2 separate regions of the Mus musculus genome follow, and region 2 is linked to region 1. The links are chromatin contacts, called in public HiChIP or PLAC-seq maps. All regions are on one chromosome and are shown on one strand. The core of a region is the stretch at or near the end of the contact, and the rest is flanking DNA. Distances in the headings are between cores, read along the strand shown.

What was found. HiChIP or PLAC-seq counts read pairs in DNA pulled down with a chosen protein or histone mark.
Region 2: a contact with region 1 is called in a BATF HiChIP or PLAC-seq map of CD8 T cells, with 6 read pairs. The contact joins two enhancer-like sites. A contact is called at or near these places in 1 of 39 promoter capture datasets (frontonasal cranial neural crest), 14 of 484 Hi-C or Micro-C datasets (CD4 T cells, CD8 T cells, DN3 thymocytes and 10 more) and 18 of 115 datasets of contacts at active chromatin or transcription factors (CD8 T cells, the HPC-7 cell line, Th17 cells and 15 more).

Annotation. Positions count from the first base shown.
Region 1 is chr1:63,992,123-63,998,832 of GRCm38.p6, reverse strand. No RefSeq gene overlaps it. Among named protein-coding and RNA genes, the nearest start is that of Gm13749, 31 kb to the right of the region's middle. RefSeq lists an enhancer at 2,261-5,539. Within about 2 kb of position 3,657, at least 115 of the 459 cell types and tissues checked have an H3K27ac peak or open chromatin away from gene starts, as enhancers often do. A contact at or near this core is called in CD8 T cells, where this site is marked.
Region 2 is chr1:64,102,192-64,108,901 of GRCm38.p6, reverse strand. The region is part of intron 1 of Klf7 (Kruppel-like factor 7 (ubiquitous)); the gene reads left to right. Among named protein-coding and RNA genes, the nearest start is that of Klf7, 16 kb to the left of the region's middle. Within about 2 kb of position 4,096, at least 61 of the 459 cell types and tissues checked have an H3K27ac peak or open chromatin away from gene starts, as enhancers often do. A contact at or near this core is called in CD8 T cells, where this site is marked.

The sequences.
Region 1 (6,710 bases), core at 2,408-4,907:
CCTTTCCTACGCACTGACAAGGAGTAAGGATCTAGACTGTCAGTGCACAGAGATGCTCTCAGTTCTCTCTCATAAGGCTTGTGAGCACAGATGGAAGTTGGGTTTTGTAGCAGGTATTGTTGGTAGGAATTAAGAGGAACATTTCTGAACAGCAATGATGGCTGGTAAATGACCAGAGAAAGCATGAAGAAGAATTAAAAAAATAGTTTTGATCAGCACTCTCCATACATTAAATATCAGAGATGTGCCCCCAAATGATTTGCAGCCTTTGACAATGATGTTCTAGGAAAAAGAGCAAATATTGACATTTCAATAATGTTTGCCCAGCAATCAGTGAGGGGTATACAGCATTCTGGGTATCTATGTTACTGGAATCAATTAGGAAAACAGAGAATTGATATTCTCCAATGAGAAACACATGGTAAATGCTGACATTACAGATAGATAACACTGGCTCTGCAAATCATTTCTGAAGTCATAGGCCTGTCATGCGCTGCCACCTATGTGCATGTAAGGACTCAGGCTGAGAATACAGTCTTACTGCTGCACACTGTTCATTCCATAACCCCGTCTCCCATTGGCAGTTTCCATCCTGCACAGCTAACTCCTGCTCTCCCTCCCTTTTGCCTTCCTCCTTCCTTTCCCCAGTCCTTTCTGCCTTCTCCCTGACTGGGAACAGAACTCTCTGAAACACAATTCGAAGTGACCTGGAAGAGTGTAGGGGGCCCCTGGTAGTGTAATCAGTAGTGTTACTGGCAAATTCTTCCCCTCTGCCTTCATCCCCTCTGCCTTCCTTCCCATCCTGTCTGTCGTCTTTCCCCCCCTTCCTCTCTTTCCTTCCTTTTCTTCATCTCCCTTCTCCTCTTCTTCCTTTTTCCTTCTCCCCTTCCTTCCTCCCTCTCTCCCTCACTCCCCCAGTCTCCTTCCTTCCCTTCCTTCTTTCCTTTCTTCCTTCTTTTCTCTTTTGCTTTACCTACCTTGTGCTAGCACTATTATTTCAGAAAAAATGAACTCTGTGGGCAAAGAAAGGAGGTTATAATAAATAAAAACCTCAAAGTAAAACATTTTTATTGAAATTTTTGATAAAGAGCCTCCCATACAGTAGAACCAAGCTGGAAAGTCCTGAGATGTACAAGAGCTCCTTCTTATCCAAGCGAGAGATTCCAAAACATGTAGTAGGTACCCGAAACCACAGGTAGCACCAAGCCTGTGCCTATTATTATGTCTTTCCTGTATGTGTATGCAAATACTATATGCGTATACATAAATATACACACTGTATATATATATATATATATATATATGTATATGTGTATATGGTATATGTACATGTATATATGATAAGCTTTAGTTTATAAATTAGGCAGAGCAAGAGATTACTGATAGGAACTAATGATAATAGAACATTAAAACAATGGACTACAGTAGAATTGCAAGCCACATTATTCTAATTCTTTGAGGCCATTATTAAATGAAATAAAACATTCTTGGGCAGAAGCCCTGTGTTATCCAGGGCAGTCAGTCTGACAACAGAGACAGCTCCCAGTTGGCTAATGGATAGGTAACACACACAAACACACACACACACACACACACACACACACACACACACACACCTTTAGGTGTGCTGAACCATGGTGTATTCAGGTAGGAAGAGGCCAGACAGTAGGAAACTTCATCACAACCACAATTCAAAAATTGCTTATTTCTAGAACTTCCCACTTAATATTTTCAGACCATGATTGACAGCTAGTACCTAAAGCTACAGGAAAGAGAAACCTCAGGTAAGTGGGGGTGGATAAAGTCTACTTAGCCATGGTCTCTGCTTTCCTGGGGATTGTTAGCTACTCCTTGGCCTCTATGCAGTTGCTTCTGTTTTTCTGCCTTCCTCATCTCTTTCCTCTCTCCTTGCTTCTCATTGTAATACCTATTTAAATGTCCTGATCAGGTGTTTTAACTACATCCCTCTATATCCATGAGAACTCCACACACTAAAGACTACTTTCCCATTTAACTCACATTATTGTTTTGGGGTATTGTCTCTCTCTTCTCACCTCTTCCTCCTTTCTTTTCTCCTGCCCTTTTCCCAGATAGATTTGAACTTCCTTGAAAGTAAGGATATACTGATTTGCCTCACTTTTTTTTCATTAAGTTTCCCCAAATAGCTAATATACCAAGGGGCAGGTGGGAGGGGGTTCATATAATAAATGTTGACTCAAACTGAAATGTTTAGAGCTTAAGTTTGTTGAAGTAAGTTTGCCCACTTGCGGGATGTATTCTTGGTTGCTGTCCTGGTTGTCATATATAGTCAGTGTGTCCCAGGAAGCTGAATTTTAAAAGTACTTTTAGTCTTGGACATTGCCTTCTGTTCTACTGCCTTCGGCATATCAAATCTCGTCCCACGAAGTAGCTGTGAGGGTCCATTAGCAAAGGCAGCCCAGTTACAAGGATTTTTAAAGCAAGGGGTAAGTATGTACAGTCCAGGCAGGCTGGATGGGGCTCAAGCAATCATTAATTCCTCTAAGATGGTTCTGATGAGGCAGCTCATAGTAGCTGTGGACTCTGGGGAAAGTCCCGGTCCTCAGCTTTTGTGGATGGAGAAAGTTTATTTTGTTTGTTTTTGTTTGTTTTGATTTGATTTGATTTCCTCATTCCTCTTTTGGGTTAGGGAAGGAGTGTCTGGGAATCACTGGGGTGGAGGGTGGGGGAGGTGAGTGTAATTCTCAGCCTGCAGGGTCTGAGATCACAGCTCTGGCCAGGCACCCTCCAACCTGCTTAGATGAAGAGGGTTTTCACAGCAGTGGGCGGTGCCATAGATAGCGTGGTTGCTAAGGATGTCATTATCACTCTGATTGCAGGAACCGGTGAGTTAATTGGCATGACCTCATTCAGGCCCTCCGGGGCCTACCTGTTCACAAATTATACAGGAGACAAAAAGTTGATCTTTTTATAGTGTCAGGAGGCAGCACCTGTTAACATTTAACAGAAGGTTTGAGAGAAGCTGGGGTACACAGTATTTATCTACCTGTTATCTTCCTCTCACCCCGAATGGCTTCCTCCTCACTGAATAGTCTTGAGACTTATCTTTCTAAAGCTTCCTTCTTGGTTGTTTCCTTTGTTTCCTGTAGAGGAAGTGAGATTTTTTTCCTGGTGGGAAAATCAGCCATTAAACTGAGGAAGGCTTGAGGAAATGAACTGAAATGTCTTGAAGGAAGAAAAATAGCACTATGAAGATGAAAAGGAACCGGGGATAATGGAGATTGATCGCTCGATCTATCTATGGCCTCAAATAAAACTGATCGGATTTAGCACGTTAGGTTATAGTTAAAAAGCTTCGTTGTTTCGGTTGGGGTAATACAGTTTCAGATTTTCACGGGAAGCCATTTATTTATTTTTGCATTTGTGAGTCATTTAGTCATTCCCTTGTGAGTGAGAATACATTTATTTCCCTGCTCCCTGCTGTTAGGCGTTCTATTAATACCACACTAGTTGAAATAAATGGAGCAGGAGAAACTGTTTGGTGGTGAATTTGTTTTTCAAAAAAATTTTTTTTGAACTGCTATTTTGGTAAGTTGGCTTTCCAACCCCTCCTGTGGTTTAAAGAGTGGTAACTTCTCACCCTTTCGCTTCCCCGACTCATGGTAGTGTGTGTGTGTGTGTGTGTGTGTGTGTTCCCTGCTCCTGTTCCAATATTGACAGCATCAAGGCCGTGGGAAGCCTTACAACCCAAGATGCGCATGCAGGAGAACCAGCCTGTGCTAAAATACCCCACCAAGCAGCAGGACTGTCAGAAATTTCAAACAAACGGACAGTTTTCTGGAGCGCAAGTTCTCATGCCTCTCTTTTGAACTCTGCCCCAAAGGAAACTCCAGCTTAATAACCAGGGGTTGGTTCTCCAGGTTAGAGGGAAGCGGCAAGGGTCGTGTTTCCCAGAGTCCACATGGGAGATTTTCAAATCACAGCGACTGTGCTCAGACACAATGCCCTTTGCTCGCGAGCCATGGCAGCACAGCTGAGCAAGATATAATGTGCTTGTTGTTCTGGACGGCTAATTACCATCAGTAATTGTTTGGGGCACTGAACACAGTGTGGGATAAAGACAGTTTTTTATAATTTTTTTTCAGGGAGGAGGGTCGATTCCACTCTCAGTCTTGAACCACATCAGCCCATTAGGCTGATTTGCCAGGTTGCCTCTGAGGACAGGTTCAGAAAAGCCCGTGGTGGGCCCCAGAAAAGCCCGTGGTGGACCCCAGAAAAGCCCGTTGTGGACCCCAGAAAAGACCGTGAACCACACACTGTTTCTGTCTGGCGAAGGTCAGGCAAACCCTGGAATTACTCACAGGGCTTTCACATCCCTGACTGCTCTGATGAGGATGGGGGAGGGGACAAGAGGGAGTAGTAGAAAGTGTCCATCTCCGGCCAGGGGGAGGGGTAAGGGGCTGGACAAGAGCACTCTGTTCTATTTGCTCCTTTCCCAGAAACCTTGAGAAGTGACAAAGAAAGAAAGAAAAGGCAAGCGAGGGACACATGTTCTCTCTCTCTCTCCCTCGCCTTTCTTCCTCTCTCTCTTCACTGCTTGCAATGGAGAGTCAATAACAGCAAAGATAATTTATGTTTAGGCTTAAACACCAACCCCAGAAGGTAATGTAGGGAGTGAAGGCAGAATGAAGATGATCCTCTGCATATAAGTATTTGGCTTCCTTTAAGGTTTTAAATTATGTACATCCAAGCTTGTATAAAGTGACCTCACCTGAAATTGACAGACAAAGATGCCGAGGCTCAGAAAAACAGTGTGAGTTCTCCAAGATGCAGGGCACACACTCAGGGGTGCTGAGACTAAATCGGAGATCTCCCATCACATGGAAGCTGATGTGTTCCTGAGACCACATGGTGCTTGCTGTACAGATCAGGATAGCATGCTAGGAGAAGGGTTGCAGCCAGGAGCCTGTGTGGCCTCCGGTTGGCCTTTCATCTTGGCTAGGATGGTGAGCTTGCTGATTTCTTTCACTTGTTTTATGAAACCAATAAAGTCAAGTGAGGCAAATGCTTTCCTGGCAAATCTGGGTGTGTTCTAATTGGCTTGTAGACGGACTTCCCGGCATTGCTAGGGAGTAATCCACCCACCCTAACCCCCTGAAGCTTACCTGCGAGGCATAAACAGGAACAGGGGTTAAGGCCTAGCTTACTAAAGGCACTTTCTTGGGGTAGGGGGATGGGGACGTTTTTGCCATTCATTTTCTACCTACATCCTTAAAATTTTCATCAAAGTTCCTAGACCTCTCAGGGCAGGCTCCTTTACAGGTGAGCTGCTCACTCCACTGGGAGGCTGGTTCTAATGTCCCCTTGTCCCAGCCCCTCTCAAGATTGGTTAATGGAATTGAATCAAAGCTCCTGAAACTTCATTCGCAAGGCCACCATGACTGTGCTTTATGCCAGGGACAATGAGGGTAGTATTGACTGGCTACAACTCTCACAAGCAAATGTCACAAAGTAACGTTGGAAGGAGTGTGCTCCGTCTAACGCCAATGTGCTGTAGGAACCAAAATTAACTAAAAAAGGGGGAAGACACAATAGAAGAGTTTTATTTCTTATTGTGCAAGGATTGGTCTTTGACTTAGAGTCAAATCATAGCATGTGCAGGTTTTGAATCTTGACCAATTTATTTAACCTCTTTGCTGCCTTAGCTCTTTCACATTTATAAAGAAAGGATATGATGAATCCTAACTTGAAAATTTATTGTGAGGGCTCCGTCATGTTATTTGTACGGTACACATTTGCAAAGTATGAAATATAATTAGTACTTAGCTAATGTTAGCTGAACAGCCTTCTTTCCCACACTTATGTCTTTTCAGTTGTCTAGCCATATTGTGCATGCAATGGTTAGTATTCATTGTCAACTTGACTAGAATCTGAGTCACCTCACAGAGAGAGATGCTTATGAGAGTGTTTCTGTAAATGTGTACCTGAGAGGGAAGACCCACCTTTAATGTAGATTGCGTCACCCCATGGGCTACAGACTGAATAAGAGGGACAGGGAAAGAATAAAAGAAAGCAACCTGGTGTGTCACCCTTCACCTCTCCCTTTCCTTCCTGACTACTGTTACATAACGACAGGCTATGCTAAGCCACACCTTCCCAACCGACGTGGGTCCTTCCTCTCATTGGAAACAAGTCAATCCTTCCTTCCTGAAGCTGCAGTGGCCAAGTGTTTTGTCAGAGCAATGAGAAAAGTAAGTAATATAATAAGATGTAGGGGAAATAGGAATAAGATGTGGTGGAGTTTTTGTTAGTTTTTGTGTTTGTTTTTATGATGCGTTGTTGATGTTTCTTCTGAATAGCATGCTATTGAAGCTGTAGAGAGAACAGCTAATGCAAACTGAGCTAAGGAATTCAAAAAGAGGCAGATTTGCTTCCCAATGTTGCTGTCCTGCTCTGTTTAAGATAAAATAAGACCATATTATGGAATCTAGTAGGAACGCCACATGAGTGATAGGTTTGACATTATTAAAGGACCTGTGCAGCCCCACATGTTTTCAGTGTTGTGACAATTTTGTGTTCAAAATGAGGACACCCACTTTGGTGACGTTGAGACAGGACGCTGTTAGAAGCTCCTTGCAGAAATCTAGAACAAAAAAAAAAAAAAAAAAAAGAGAGAGAGAGCGAGATGCCAGAGCCTTGCTTGCATTATGTCCTAGCATATTTTTCAGTGA
Region 2 (6,710 bases), core at 2,847-5,346, 110 kb before region 1:
TTAGACATTAAATCATATAGTTTACAGCAGACACACAGTGAAGTAGCTGCTGTGTGAGCCTAACTTTTCCTGTCTGTACAATGGAAACCCCAGACTTCCTGTGTCATATCTTCATATCTTTTTTTTTTTTTTTTTTTGGTTTTTCGAGACAGGGTTTCTCTGTGTAGCCCTGGCTGTCCTGGAACTCACTCTGTAGATCAGGCTGGCCTCGAACTCAGAAATCTGCCTGCCTCTGCTTCCCAAATTCTGGGATCAAAGGCGTGCGCCACCACCGCCCGGCATGTGTCATATCTTATTCAGGGCTTTCTTTAGCAGTTTAGGTATACATTTAACAGGTTTTGTCGTTTGCTTTTGTTTTTGGCATTTTGAGGATTTTGTTTTTAGGGGGCATTTTTTTTTTTTAATTTCATGTCAGATTTGACCACTGAAGTTATTTATTTATTTCTTTTTAGCACAAATCCCTCCTCTTCTCACCCCCATCCTCTGTAACTCATTTAAGTAGAGTATAATTTAATTCGTTCTTGAAACAGTGAGTCATTTGAACAAGGTATACAACAGAAGAGGAGTTTCCTCCTAATGTTATTTAATTTTTCTGCTTAACTTTGCTTCCCTGTGCAATGTAGTTCTAGCATTTGGCTCTGCTATGTACAGCGTTTCTTCTCGTGTTTCTCCTCCAAAGGCTTTTTCTCCTCTTCAGTCTGCTAAGGTTTACTATGGAGATAGAACTAGGAGCTATGATATAATCAGATACATAAACAGGAAACTGACTGACTTGAAGCTCTGTCTTATTTGACTAGTATTCATATTCCAATTTTCTTTATACTTTGGGTGTTTTTGGACATACTCGTCAGGCTAACCCCATCTCCCATGTTCCTATCCGGCTTCATTTGCAATCACAGCCCAGGAAGCCTGCATGTGGGTTTGACCCCCAAGCACTCGAGGCACTGTCACCTCCTAACAGCTACTGTCTAGGGACAGTTTTGACTTCGCCATCACTCAGGATCCATTTTAATTTTCTTTTTAATCTCTCCATCTTGTTGAATGTCTTTGTTTGGGACTGATTCTATTTTATAAGGCAATTTCCAAATTGCATCTCACTTTTTCCTGGTCATCCGGGTTCTGTTGTAGATCACGGAAATGTGGGGTAGAAAAGACCATCTGTCTCCCCCTCCCCCGCCTGTGCGGCCCAGTTGCTCCCAAGTGAGCGAGCGGTCATTCTTCCTTGGTTTCTGCAACATTTTCCAACTTGGAAAGAAAGTGACTTTGAGTTTCCTGAGCATGCAGCCTCCTCCTTGTCTTGAGTGGGAGTAAAATGGAATTTAAAAGAAAAAAAAAAGGCAAAACAAAAACTCAAAACTCCTCAACCCCTTCAGTACTATTTATGGTGAAAAATAAAATTAATAAGTTATTAAATAAAATTATGTGAGAATTAAAGAAAACAAAAACAAAAACAACCACTTAAAATTTTTTTTTCCCCAGTCAGGCACTGCATACTCATTAACCAAAAATGATTTTGTTCTGGTGATTCCCTTAGCCTCTTTCAGAGACTAAACCAACAAATGGTGGGAAAACACTTTTTGGTGTGTGTGTGTGTGTGTGTGTGTGTGTCAGAATAACCAGTTCAGGGATTTTCTTAGAAACCCTGATATAGAAACATGTACAGAATTCTCCTTTAGCTGCCCTTTTTTTTTTTTTTTTTTTTTTTTTTTGTGGAAGTTGACTTTGTGGGACTTATTTCACTTAAAGAAGTGATGTTCTCTGTGTAAAAAGTCCCAGTATTATAATAAAGTCCTTTCCAAGTCTCAAGTGCTCTGCTGTCTTCCAGAAATTGCCAGCATGCCACTTGTCCTTTATTTTCTAGTGCTTTCAGGATGCTATTTTACATTAGGGGTGCTTAAAGGAATTATTCTTTTATATTGGCTTCCTTGTGTTACTAAGGATATCCCTATTGTTGCCCAGATGGGGACTTTTTATTTTTTCAGGGTCATTTTTACCCTCTTTAAAGCTGCCCCTGTGACTTACATAATATGAAGTATTTCCCCTTCTTTTCTCCAATCTCTATTTTTTTCTTTTGTAAAATTCTTGGCTGCTAAATGGTGAATCAAGGTCAGTCTCAATCTCCCCCCCCTCCTCTCCTCTCCCTCCTCCTCCCCTTCCTCCCCATCCCCTTCCTCCCCATCCCCTCCCCTTCCTTTCTCCTTTTCTCCATCCGTGTGTATTTGAACAAGTTTTCAACTCCAAGTGCCATTTATATTACTGTGGAGCGAATTACTATGAAAATGTAGGAGAAAAGGAACGATAGACAGGATACGGGCATGAAAGGAGCCTACAAACCAGACATGGAGTGCAGCCCACTTGCTAGACCCGAGATGAATGCCTGTTGATGTTTCCCTCCAACCTTTGCACTGTGAGACCCAGGTTTATAAAGATTAAAACTTTCGGAGGGAGCTCTAGACATTTCGTCTCCCTTCTCCTCCCCCTCGATTTGCAAATAACCCGGCTGAGCTTTAAGGGTCATTAAGTCCAAGCCAGGATTGGTCTCTCAAGAATCCTCAGCCCCTTTGCCATAAAGTAAACGTATTTGCATGTTAGCACAGTGCATGGTACAGGCTCAGCATGGCTTACTTAAGCCAATGCTGAGGGGAGGGGAGGGGAGGTTGCACTGCAAGGGGCTTTGTGAGCATAGTGCTGAATAAACACAGAATCAACCTTGGGAGACAGATTCAGTCCACTCTCAGCTTCTTTACATCCTTCTAATACAAAGGGTAATTCACCTCTGGAGTAGCCTCTCTCCTGCCTTAGCCTCTCTGGCCTCCATGCTTCCTCCTTCCTTTCTTTTGATTGATTGTATTACTAACACTGTCATTACTAGTTAAGATGAAGAGAACAGGTTGCAGATCCAGGATATCTGATTGGCAGACATTTGGTTCAAAGTTTATAATATTTGTTTTAACTTCATGCTTTTCATTTTACGATTGTCCCATATTAACAAGCATTTTTAGTAAGAAAATTTAAAACATGTGAAGCTTGAGTTAGGAATGATGCTACAGATAGGTACCCTGACTTGGTAGAAGTGTGGATTGTAGATGAGACTGAAGTGATGGTGGCGTGGAAAATCTGAGAATAAACCACAGTGAACCATCAAACTATTTCTCCTGTCTGCAGTGCAGGTGCTGTAATAACAGGATTGCAGTCCTGAGTGGCACATGGATGTAAACACTTAGTATGCCATCACATGCTGCCCTAGTCTCCTGCTTTCTGGGCTGTGGTAGGTGCGTGCACATCTCTTGTCTGGTAGAGTGATGTGTGCGCAGAGATGGAGAAAGGCTAGGTTTGGGGGTTGGAAGTGAGAGCTCTGTTCTAAAGGCAGATCTGTGTGGCTAAGTGACTCATTAACAATGTATACTGTCACATGCTGTTCTGTGATAAGATTGGGAATCACCTGGGTAGGAAGTCCTGGACTTAAAGGGACGGCAGAGGCCCCTTTCCCTTAAGTCTTGTCAAGTTTCTGCTACTCACGCTTCTAAGAAAGGCACAGAACAGCACGTAGCTGGCTGGATTATGGCCTCTTGCCTTAGCCAGAGATGACCTTGGTGGGAATAACAAGGCAGGAAAGGAGTGTGAACTCTCTGATAGGAGGGCCATATTGACCTTGGGTGGGGTTACTGCAGGTAAGAAAGGACGTAGAGACTACATTGACTGGACCGGCCAAGCTCCATGAAGTCTTCACAGCTGATGCCTATGTTTATCTGCTGTTCAGGATCGGTCCTATGCTGACAAGCCTTTGAGAATCAAGTGTCAGATACTGAAGCCATTTTCATTTTGTGCCCCCTGGAACACTGGGGAGTGAGGTGACTTCTGGGTTTCTGGAAGTGACTCTCTTATGTCTTCCTGTTACCAGGGACATACCAAGAGTGCTGTATCTACAGTGACCAGTGCTAGAGGAGGGGCTACCCAAGGAACACGGACATCCTACTAGGACCATACCCCAGAAGAAAATTGCCCTCTCCCTGCCGTCAGCTGCCAATAGCTCCTCAGCTAGGGTTGGGTGCTTGCAAAACACTTCCTGCTCCATGATGTAATGTTCACTTGTTTGATCTTGTACAGATAGCCATATAGGTGCTGTGAGATCATAAGTACTGCAGTTCTGCCATATCTAGGAGACAACATTGCACAATGATTCTCCCTATTCTCCCTCTAACGTTCATCTTCCCCCTCCCCATGATATTCTCTGAGTCCAGGGGCGGGGTGGGGGTTGGTATAGATGTCCCACTTAGGGCTCAGCACTTGTCCTAGTTTGATCTTTATTGCTGTGAACAAATACTGACCAAAACCACCTTCGAAATGTTTTCTTTAGTGTACAGGTTATAGCCGGTCATCAAGGGGCAGGCACCAAGGCAGGAACCTGGAGGTAGGAACAGAAGCAGAAACCTCTATTATGTAGGCCCACCTGCCTAGGAGACTACACCTCCGACAGTAGACTGGGCTCTCCTTCATCAACTAGTGATTAAGAAAATGCTAAACACACATGTCCACAGGTCATTCTGATTTGAGTAATTCTTCAGTAGGTTCTCTCTTCTCAGCTGACCTTAGGTTTGTGTCATCCTTGACAGCTGAAGCCAACTATGCCAGTACTCAACAGTCACTCATTCTCAGTGATCAGTGACCAGCGATCAGTCTTGGCATTGACTGCTGCCTAGTGAAAAAGAAGCTATTCTGACCAAAATTCAGACTACCTAACCTGTGGGTATACACAAATATTTAGAAGGCGGTTTTGACAACATGAGTGTTTAGCAAAAATACCAGCAAGTTTTACATTAAGGCCTGTGACCTACCTAGCCTTGGGCTTTTGGACAAGCACAGTGTCAGGCATGAGTGGGTCTCAAATCAAGGCAGAAGATGGTTGGTTACCTCCATATTTAGGTCATGCTACCACTAGGTAGGTACATCATGCGGGGCAGGATTTTGCAGTGTGCAGAGTCCGCCACTAGGTAATTCCATTGTAGATTTTTCTCTACCAGTGGCCTCCATAGCACCTTCGGGCTATGAAAGCTAGCCAGCAGGAAGTTAGTTTACTATTTATTTTGAGATTGATGTCTCAGTATCCTGCAACAAAAGCATGTACCACTAATTTCTTATTTTTTTTTGTACAAGATTTTAAAACAATAATAATAATTATTATTATTATTATTAATTGTGTGTGTGTGATAGAGAGAGAGAGAACCTGTGTAGGTAATTGAACAACTTTGTGGAGTCAGTTTTCTCTTTCAACCTTCACCTAGGTTCTAGGCATTTGATCTCAGGTTGTCTTGTCGGCCTTGCACATAAAATACTTTTACCCAGTGAGCCATGTCACTGACTCCGATTTCTTATTCTTGTCTAAGGAACCAACACATCTACATGGAACCTAGGAGAAGGCAGTTATCAGCCCTTAATGGCTGCTGGAAAGTGCACATGCTCTGGGTAGAACAAGAGGGGTGTTGAGACATGTCTTTTCTCTTGTGGCTATAAGCAAAACAAAGACATTGCGAGAGGGTCTTGGAGCGGGGTGGCAGAGCAAAGACTGGGGTTGTAGCACATGGTAGGATCACCAAGAGTTTAGACAGTGGAGAACAGTTTGGGGGATAGACGAGGGGAGGAGATTATTTCCCTGGCACGGTAGACAGTAGCAAATGAAAAGAGTGCTGGAGCCATAGGCATGGATACCAGGAGCCAAGGAGAGAGTCTGGCAGAGTGAAAGTTATTGGAGAGGTGGTAACATTGGCTGTGTACAGTATTTGCCCATTTAAAGGGGAAGCTACCATTCACTGCCAGCCAGATGCTGCTATAAGGGACACAAAATCTTCTGACAGGTCTCAGAGTTCAAGAGGAGCTAAAACAAACAAACAAAACACACAAACAAACAATTTAAAAAAGAAAATAATCAGAATTTAAGAATTGTAGTTCCCTGGTTATTAAACAAAGGTAGAATAAAAATATTGAATGTTCAAATAAACACTGTAGGTCAGGCTTGGACACTGGGCCATTGGGCATTTAGCCCATTTATCTTTGGCATAGGCATATCTGTTCCTTCATGTCCTTTTGAAGTAAAGTTTGAATTTTAGGATGACTTTGGACAGTTGTGTCATCTACCAGGACTTTCTTGGTCTGCCTACTTGAGTAGACAGACTTTAGGTAGAATTCAGTGAGGGTCTCAGAAGTTCACAGCTTCCAATGGTCTAGGTTGTAGATTTCTGTAAGAAACAAGAGGTGAAGCTGGGCTAATAGTCATCAAGAGGTATGAAGCTGGGCTAATAGTCATCAAGAGATGAAGCTGGGCTAATAGTCATCAAGAGATGAAGCTGGGCTAATAGTCATCAAGAGGTGTGAAGCTGGGCTAATAGTCATCAAGAGATGAAGCTGGGCTAATAGTCATCAAGAGGTGTGAAGCTGGGCTAATAGTCACCAAGAGGTGTGAAGCTGGGCTAATAGTCATCAAGAGGTGTGAAGCTGGGCTAATAGTCATCAAGAGGTGTGAAGCTGGGCTAATAGTCATCAAGAGATGAAGCTGGGCTAATAGTCATCAAGAGGTGTGAAGCTGGGCTAATAGACAGTAAGAGGTGTGAAGCTGAGATAATAGTCATCAGCCTCCTGACCACTTCTTCAAGGATTTCTTGGGACATATATTTAGCTCAACTTCCCACCTGAGCAGTGGCATTAGAGAAGCAACA